Linked DNA regions of Mus musculus: all the other regions are linked to region 3. A link is a contact called in public Hi-C data. All regions are on one chromosome and are shown on one strand. The core of a region is the stretch at or near the end of the contact, and the rest is flanking DNA. Distances in the headings are between cores, read along the strand shown.

Region 1 (2,804 bases), core at 243-2,742, 7.0 Mb before region 3:
TTTTGGTTGTCCTGACTGTAGGAAAAAGGGCTACTGTCTTCTACTGAGTAAAGGTAAAGGTGCTGCTAAAAACCCCTACAACTACCTCATCCAAAATGATAAAAGACCAAGGTAGTGTGCCTGTGGGTGTATGCGTATATGCACACTTGTTCCACTTCAATGTTCAATCTATTCTGCAGCCACTTTATATAAAGTAATTATGTCATAATTAAATTTATGTTGATATCTGCAGAACCAACCTACATATAGAAGAATATATGAATAAAGCCAAGTATTTTATGCGTAGTTATTTTAAATCAAACTCTGCAATGAATGACTCTCAGTACTAAATTTCAGCTCAGGGAATATGACTCTTAGATTTTGAAGCTGTGTATCTAGATAAATGGAAATTCTGAGAAATACTTTTCAGGTTTCCTTAATACTGAAAATCGAGACACTAGATTTTTTTGTCATCTGATTATGCCACACAATTTAGGAGTAGCTATTACAATAGCATAAAATAAAAGTTAGGTGCATAAAGACATCCTAGCACATCTTTCTACAACAACAACATTGTGTCCTACTTGTTACAATGCCGATACAATCAGAATCAAACATGAATACTTGAGATACAAAGTAACTAAGACACATTGGTTTAGGATCAAGTTTACTCGATAGTAACAACGTAACAATGTCCTCAGAAGATACTAAGAAAAAGAAAAGCTCAGAAGAGCAGTGCGCACAAGGGAGATTTAGCGAATTCCCTTCTCAAGATTTCCCAGAACCGTGCCCGCCCAGGTTTGTCAAGGAGATCTGTTTTGATTTGGCACGATTAAGTCAGAGGAGAGAACCCCATTTCAAGTCATCCAGGCAAACACAACCGCTTCCCCTGGCGTGGCGTATCCCCTGACAGTGGGCAAACTTACCTGGCAAGAAACCTCCCTGAAAGTGGCTGTGAGAAGTTAGAAGTCTGGGCGTGAGCTGTGGGAGAATCCGTCAATGCAGCAACCTGAGCATTTGTTAGAGAGAGTCCTACACACAGTCGTCTAATAATGATGGAGTCTAATAATGATAGATGCTCTCAGGCCAGCGCGGCCGAAGCGGGTGTGGGACACCCACCGAACAGGAAAACCTATGCCCCCCAGGCTCGAGAGGGCCTAAGTGGGGACCAGCAGGAAAGGACAGAGAGCAAGAGTCGAGACAGGGCCGCTAGGCCGGGTCCGAGGGGATGGCACCCACCTGCGCGACCTCTTCGCCATCCTTCAAGTACCGCATAGGCGCGGGCTGGGCGGGGACGCGGGGTCAGCCTCCTCCAGCCTGGGGCCAATGCTCCCTCTCCGAGACCCACCCGCCGCTTCCCCAACTCCTTCCCTCAGGTGACCGAGAGCGGAAAGCAGGCCCGGTCAGGTCAGGGCCAGGCGGGACTGAGGGACAGAGGGGCGGACCAAGACCCACTGCTCCTAGCCGCGGCCGGGCCCGGCCAGGGATGCCCTGGACATGTCAGGAGGCGTGCTCCCGCCCGCCGCCGCCCCGCCCGCCGCCGCCGCCTCCGCCTCAGAGCTGCCGGCCCTGCGCCGCTCCGTCACGGGCGCCGACCCCCGCCCTCTCCCCGCAGCGAGCAGCACTGCAGCACTCGCAGCCTCCTGCAGGGTTTTGTCCGCACCGCCGAATCTCGCGCCCAGCCTCCCTCAAGAGCCGCCGTTTGAATCTGCGCACGCGGCCCCGAACCTCATTGGCTGGGGCGGCCGCGCGCAGGGGGGCGGGGGCGGGGCGGCGAGGGCGCGCGCGGCAGAGGGCGGGGCCGGCGGGGCTAGAAGCCAGGATTGGAACTCGCGGGAGTCCCGGAGCGCCGTGGAGCCGGGGGAGGGGCGGGGCGGGATGGGGGAGGCGCGAGGCCGGTTCACGGGCCGAGGTGACAGGACACGGAACGCGGGGTGAGCCACCCAGTGGGGCGCGGAGATTGCTGGGAAGGCGAGTTTCTGCGCCCCGGGTGTGTGCCGGAAGAGGCGCCGGGGCCGATCCAGCCGCCGCCACCTCCGGAGGGGTGCGGAGCGTGCCTCTGGGGCGGGGACAGTCGGGGTCCTGGGCAGGGGAGGACCTCGCGGGCGCTAGTTCGCGCTGTGAGTCTCGCCACTTAAGGGCGCGGTCATCTACTTAACCTTCTAGCCAGGAAACTTGCGCGGCCGTTATTTTCTTAAGCATGTGTGAGTTAGTTCTGCGCCGAAAGGACAAGGAAACTGGCCAAGACCCTGTTGTTGTGTCTTTTGTTTTCCCCAGAGATGAATAAAAGTGTGATAAGTGGGGAGTTGTTATCTCGAGGCTTGCGTGGAACGGGAAAAGGTTGATAGTGCTCCAGAAGCTCAACCTCGTACTCCGTCTACAAAGGGGGCGGGATGCTCTTCGCGGGGAACCCAGAGTCCCGGAGGTGCGCCTGAAAGCTGGAGTAACTGAAATCTTGCATAGGGGAAGGGGCCTCTTACAGTTGCAACTTCTCAACAGTTACACGGTTAAAGAAGCATACAAGGAGATTATTAACTACAGTAGCGATTAGACACGGCGAAGAGCCCAAATTTGCAAGACACCATGCTCTACTGCATAGAGTGATGAACCACAGATCAATGTTGTTACAAACTGACATTTTTTGCTATTTTGAAACTGTACGCATCGTCTTTTGCAAATCAGAGATACAGGTGCAAATACAAATCAAGATGAGCTTGCAATTCAAAACAACCAGGTAGATACACACTCGCTTTTAAAAAAAAAATAACTTCCTTTTTCTCAAGATATATTTTGGGAAGGAAAAGCACTTTTAAATTATTTTCTGA
Region 2 (2,926 bases), core at 50-2,549, 6.6 Mb before region 3:
GAAAGAATCCTGGATTGTCAAGATTATTAAAAGACACGAAAATCTTCAGGCCAGTGCCAGGCCCACAGTAAGAACTCAATAAACACTGAAAACAGAGTACTGACGGTTAAAGCCAGCTGTGCCATCAGAACAAAACACCTGGAGACAGCAAGACAGTCTACTCAGCAACCTTTTGTAATTTTTTTCTTCACTCTCCTTAATACAATTTGCTCTAAAGAATCATTTGACTTGTCGTCAATCCCAAAGATACATGGATTTGGCTGGGGAAAATGCTTCTAAGCTCTCTCTTATAATTCCTGGTTTACATGAATTGTAGTAGTATTGTAGGGAACTGCTAAGAGGATTTGGTATGTGTCTAAAGAGCTGAAAAAAAACCAAACCAATCAATCCAAGAGCTCATGGATTTTTTTTTTTTTTTTAAATCAATGCTCTGCTCATTCGATTTATAAAAACAGCCACGCTCTTCAGTTTGGGAATCTACTGAAGGCTGCAACTAACTGCATGTAGCCACCAGGTTCAAGGCAGAGTGTGTGAGATTTACAAAAATAATCATGTTGACAAAAGTCGCACCCCAAGTCAGCCCTTTACACGCCCTGAAGGCAAGAAACTTTCTAAAAGGGGAATCGAAGCAGGCCCTAGAGGACAGGTAAGGCTCTACTGACAAGGCAGACTAAGGCCACTGTGGCCAATATTCGGTCGACGCCCCACAGAAAGCCAAGCTCACCACACCCTTCATCTCCCACCCCTCGCGGGTCTCTCACAGTCCCGCCATCCCTGCCCTCCCCTGCGTCTCGCCAGGGACCTCCTCACTCCTTAGTCCAGGGTTTCGCCGCCAGGATTTCTTGTTGTTGTTTTTTGTCATATTTGTAGATTTCATCGATACTCTGCGCTTCCTGCATGTTGTTGGCCAATTCCCAGGTTTTCTGGGCCATACCACTCCCGGAAGCTGCCATGGCCGAGGCACCGGAGAAGCTGTCGCTCCACAATCAAGATGCAACTTTCTTCTACTGGGCCTCAGCGTGCGGGCTTTGGACCTTCCCCACCAGGGTGCACACTCACTAGACTCTCAAGGCAGCCATGACACTTGAGACCGGAGGTGACGTTGGTCCAGACCATTCGCGCGCTGGGGCGCGGCGGCGGCGCAGCGACATAGAAAACACTTCCTTAGGGTTGGCTCGGCTCGGCTCGGCTAAGATCAGTCTTGCCGGTGAAACGAGAACATGCTGGCTCGGAAATCCGTTCGTGTGAACTGCGAGGGACGCAAAGCCTCGGTGTGGGAATGGTACAGCCTTTCGCGCCGGAAGGCGGGACTATTGGCCTGCCAGGAAGGAGTCGGCCGGCTCGGCTCGTACTGCGCAGACTCAGATGCCACCATATTGTGTGTAGGAGGAAACTTGAGTTTGGGGAATTATGTTTATGTGAGTGTAGGTGCTTCAAACGAAATAAATTGTTTGGAATACTAAATATCTCTAGAGAAACAGAGGTGTAAGTATCTCCGGATTATTGGTTTTGGAGGGGGAAGATCGCGTGACTCTTTTAAGATAATTTGCGGTGTGTTAAGCCTCCGGGGTTTGTGGTTGGCGTTCCGCTTTTGTGTTTTCGCTACTGTTGCGAGGTGGCAAGCAAAAGTTACCGGTTGCTAAGATTAACTTTTTTAGGGACTTTATAGGGTAACATTTTATACAAGTGTTAGGAGCGGTGAATGCCTTAGGCGCTACTTTTTAAAAAAGGTTTGTCTCAGTGCAGATTTAATCTCCGCAACCTGTGCCTTCCAGCAGTTAATGTGAAATTTGTTTCAGTCGTATTTTTAGGTTTTCTTCCCTCACATTCTCATCCCCAATTGCCCACTAGACTGTAAGTTGAAGGCATGCATGAAATTTGTGTTTTATTTAATTCTAATATATTTAATTTTTTTCGTAACACGGTTCTTAAAGACTTCTCCAGCTTCATCATCTTCTTTTAGCTCCCCCAACCCAGTTTTTCATTCTATTAGAACTTTTTTCCTTGGCTTAGTAATATATTAGTTGTTAGGCATTGCTTGAAATGCACTTCTTGACATTTCTGCTTTAGAGCACACAGATTTTAAAAAGCACAGCTCGGAGATGCCTTTCCTTAACTCTTCGTCAGTAACTGCTCCTTCACAGGAATTCGAAGGCTCTGTAGCTGCTTCACCTGGACCCCGGGGTTTTTGCAGTTCTGGAACTATGTAGTCCAGGCTGGCCTCAAACTCGAGAGCTGCCTGCTTGAGTGCTGGGATTCAAGGCGTGCACCACTACTGCCCGTCTGTATCCTCTTCTAATGCAGGTGCTTTTGCCTGGGCTGCAGGAGACCCTGTTTCAAAAAGTCAAGGAGCTGGGCAAACAAAACAGAGCAAGGACATTGCAACATTCTTCTAATTCCAGTACTTGGGAGGTGGAGAATGGAGAATCAAGAGTTCCAACCCCGCTTTCTCCCTGGACTATTGGAGACAAAATAACGAAACCAAAAATAAAAATAGAATCTTCTTAAAGTATAACTTCGGGCACACTAGGGACATTAGAGTACATTAGTATCTTAAGTTCTTTCTGAGAAGCTTGTGTAAGCTTGTTCCAGTGGTCACAATACACAGCCACTCGAAACATACAGAATAACATGTTGAAATGGTAATGAAAGCCCAGGACAGAGAGTTGACCAGACTGCTGGTGCGGACATTCCTTCTCTCACATCCACACTTCGTGACTGGAGACCGTCCTGGGCTTGGATGGCTGGGATTTAGCCTGGGAGTGGTCACATTTCAGGAATCCCTGGGCGCAGCAGCGGGTGCACCGGGTGGCCTCCGGGGCTGCAGGGGGCGCCCTCGGCCGCGCGGCCTCCGCCAGCAGCCCGAGGGGCGGGGCCGCGCCTGGCCGTTGGTGGAGGGCGGGCGGGGGGCTGGGCCTGGGAGGCG
Region 3 (3,169 bases), core at 605-3,104:
CTCTTGTCAATCCTTTGCTTGTTTGAGCTTCCTGAATATTCTGAATAAAGGTTTACAGGTTTCTGACATCATGCCTATTTCTACACCAAAAACTGTGTGTGTAAATTTTCAAGTATTGGATGTCTTTGTCTTACTGTACTTAGTAAACTATCAAAGCATTTGGAGTCTATTAACATATCAAAGCATACATGCAAAGACTTTCCTATTACATTCCAATCTGACATACACCCCTGCACAAAACCCCAATCTTTCCCTGAAGCAATAAGACGAAGATCTGCGCAATTTCTTAAGAACTTAGTATACAGAGAAGTAAACTATCACCTTGCTTCTATACCATTGCCTATGTACACTGCAGCATTCCTATCTTATCTAGCAATGAAGCAGATTTTCTCCATTTGAAATAGATACCATCTGGGTGTGGTGATCTACTCCTTCAATCCCAGTGCTTGGAAGCCAGAGGCATACGGGCCATGCAAGTATACATGGTCGAGTTTCAGGCTAGCAAGGGCTACAAGTCTCAAAAAAGAAATGGATTTTTTTAAAAAATAGCATTATGAGGTAATAAACCAACATTTCTTGTGTGTGTGTGTGTGATGCTGGAGAACCAGCCCAGGGTCTCTGGACATTAGGCAAACATGCTACATCAAATTACCGACCCAGTCTGGTAATTAGAGAAATATCATATGAAGGATGAGAAGCCATTTATAAATTAAATAGGGGGATGAAGATATGGAGTAGTGGCACACAAGAGTGCGGACTCAGTGTAGTTGAGGTCCAAGGTTAATCCAAGCAAGTTGAAAAGATAAGAGCCAGCATGGCGGCTACACCTTTAAAACTAACAACTGGGAGATAGGCCTGGTGGGCCACACATTTAGACCAGACGAGTTACTGAGTACAACTTCCATGTCATCCAAGAGTACTCAAAAAATTGATAAATAGAAATATAGAAACCCCAAATTACTATAAATTAACAAACATCCATGATATAAAACCACAACAGTTTACTCATCACTGAAGATTAAATCCACTTGTGAACTTCGACGGCTTAATAACACATAATATAAACGAGATCAAGTATTTACCATCTTAGACCACTTAACAGAAAATAAAATTCAATTTGGGACTAAGAAGCAGATCTGGTAGTATGGACCAAGTTGTAAAACTATTTCAATTGCTTTCTACACTAGAAAGTGCAGAGTAGGCATGCTTGCACTAAATGACAAAACTTTCATGCTCACAAAACTGAAGAGTTCCTTAAGGGAAACTAAATAAATGGGCACTGTACCTGGCACTAGATAACTCCTTTCAGGCAAAAATGAGAGGTAGATAGATGCACAAATGAGCCAATGTACCCAGCCAGGCAGAAATTACCCAAGTTGTCCAGAAGGTAAACTTTCTTTCAGGGTCCTATAGCTTAAAGCGGCGAGGGCTCTCTCCTGGGTCTAGCGACTGATTTTAACAGTAAAACAAATACAAGCGCACATGAGGTAGGCAAAACGGAAAAGCGATCCGGCTGCCATGCTCTTAACTCCACCCTCCCCGCGCTCAGCCTGGAGGAGGCCCAGCCAGCCCGCACCTCCTGTCCTCTCCCCTTTCCAGACCCACCGAGCTGAGCTAGTTAAGGTCCCGCCAAACTCCTCTCCCCTCCCCCAAGCCAGGAGCTGGGGAGGCCGGAGAGACTCAGAGCTTCCGTTCCTTCCCCGCCCAGACGGGAAGGGGTGAGCAGAGGGATAACTAAAGCATCCAGTCCCAGCCGCACTAACTCTCCTAGCGAAATCAGATCCCGATTCCCACCATAGCCCGACACTCACTAGCCAGTCCCGCAGCTACCGCAGCCGTAACCCCACGTACCGCCACAGCCCCTATTCAGGGCCGCCCCCCTCCCACCCCCAGCGGCCTACCCCTGTGGGTTCCGGGGCACAGAAAGGAATTACTTCCGTCGCGTCACAGCCGCTTTCTGTAACGCGCGGGAGACTGGTACCTGGCAAGGCCGAGACGCGATCTGCCGGTAACTTGCGTCTGGAGGAAGTGCGTTGTGGGCAGTAAAACAGGCCCATTTAAGAGACATCGCTACCAAATCCCAACCAATGAGATGCTAGGACTTCTTGGTTCCCAGAATGCAGCGCCATCCGGATCCAATTTCTGCCGAGAAAAGCTGAGCCGGCGAGGCAGCAGTGCATTCTGGGATATGTAGTTTCTTACAAGGTTTCGGCTAGTGTTTGGTCCGAAGTGACACTGCATCTTGGGACTTGTGGTTTTCTGTGTAGCGCTGAAATTTTTGATGTCTTTAAAGCTTGTCTCAACCTCTTTGTTTAAAGTAATACACATCAACGGGCATCTTAACAAGCTCCCAATGTGTTTGCCTCATTTCCTCTCTTCCCGATATAGGTCAGTGTTTACTGAAATATGCCACGCCCACCCGTCCAGTTCTCGCTGCCTATCACCATTACTTAAATCAGGGCCCATTATTTCTGCTCCTCACCTCCCCAGTTCCACGCCCCCCTCAACCAAACCTTTTCATTGGCTTTTCCGTGGTTACCTAGGCACCTTTCCTAGAAAGCTGAAAAGCAGCTCAGTTAAGTTTCCTCTCTGCTGTTTTCATGGAGTGGGCTTGAAAACCTAGATTCAAGATACTCAGTTAATCAGTCGCAGCTGTGTAATAGTATCCCACAAAAGGAAGTATAGTATGTATGTGCTATTTGGAATTTCTGAAACTTCTCAAAGGGTTTTGTTTTTGAATTTTTGAGACAGGGTATTTCAGTGTTACCCTGGAACTACGAGTCCCAGACTAGCTATGTATTTGGGGACAATTCTATCTCCTTCCTTAGCCATCAGGCACAGTAATTTCCCTATGTAATCCTTGGCTGCCCTCCAACTCCAATTTATAATTCTGTTTCAGCCTCAAAGTGTTGAAACGACAGGTGTTGCCTACCATGGGTTGCTCTGAAAGTGTTTGTCTGTTTGTTTGTGTTTGTGTTTTTGCTTTATTTGATTTGGCAGCTATGTATGCTTTTATGGAATTGAAAGCAAAAATATAGCTGCGGCCTTGAATTAATTTTCAAAGGCTTTGGAGAAATAATGAAAGTGTTTTGGTTGTATCCATAATTCAAAGTAGTTTCATAGTAAAAGAGGCATTTGGTAGCAGAAGATAAAACTAAAGAAAAAAATA

What was found. Hi-C and Micro-C count contacts between places; a contact is called where the count stands out from the background.
Region 1: a Hi-C map of B cells shows a contact between it and region 3, with 5 read pairs. The contact joins the promoter of Mybl1 here to the promoter of Eloc in region 3. A contact is called at or near these places in 2 of 484 Hi-C or Micro-C datasets (B cells and muscle stem cells).
Region 2: a contact with region 3 is called in a Hi-C map of muscle stem cells, with 3 times the contacts expected there. The contact joins the promoter of Cops5 here to the promoter of Eloc in region 3. A contact is called at or near these places in 2 of 484 Hi-C or Micro-C datasets (CD4 T cells and muscle stem cells).

What each region holds. Positions count from the first base shown.
Region 1 is chr1:9,698,717-9,701,520 of GRCm38.p6, forward strand. It overlaps Mybl1 (myeloblastosis oncogene-like 1), which reads right to left and starts at 1,493. Exons shown (of 15, transcript NM_001290397.1): 1 at 1,219-1,493. The coding sequence starts at 1,238.
Region 2 is chr1:10,036,860-10,039,785 of GRCm38.p6, forward strand. Cops5 (COP9 signalosome subunit 5) reads right to left here and starts at 1,300. Exons shown (of 8, transcript NM_013715.2): 1 at 811-1,300. The coding sequence starts at 953. It overlaps Cspp1 (centrosome and spindle pole associated protein 1), which reads left to right and starts at 1,359. Exons shown (of 30, transcript NM_026493.3): 1 at 1,359-1,485.
Region 3 is chr1:16,655,011-16,658,179 of GRCm38.p6, forward strand. Eloc (elongin C) reads right to left here and starts at 1,855. Exons shown (of 4, transcript NM_026456.4): 1 at 1,812-1,855. D030040B21Rik (RIKEN cDNA D030040B21 gene) reads left to right here and starts at 2,542. Exons shown (of 4, transcript NR_037998.1): 1 at 2,542-3,169.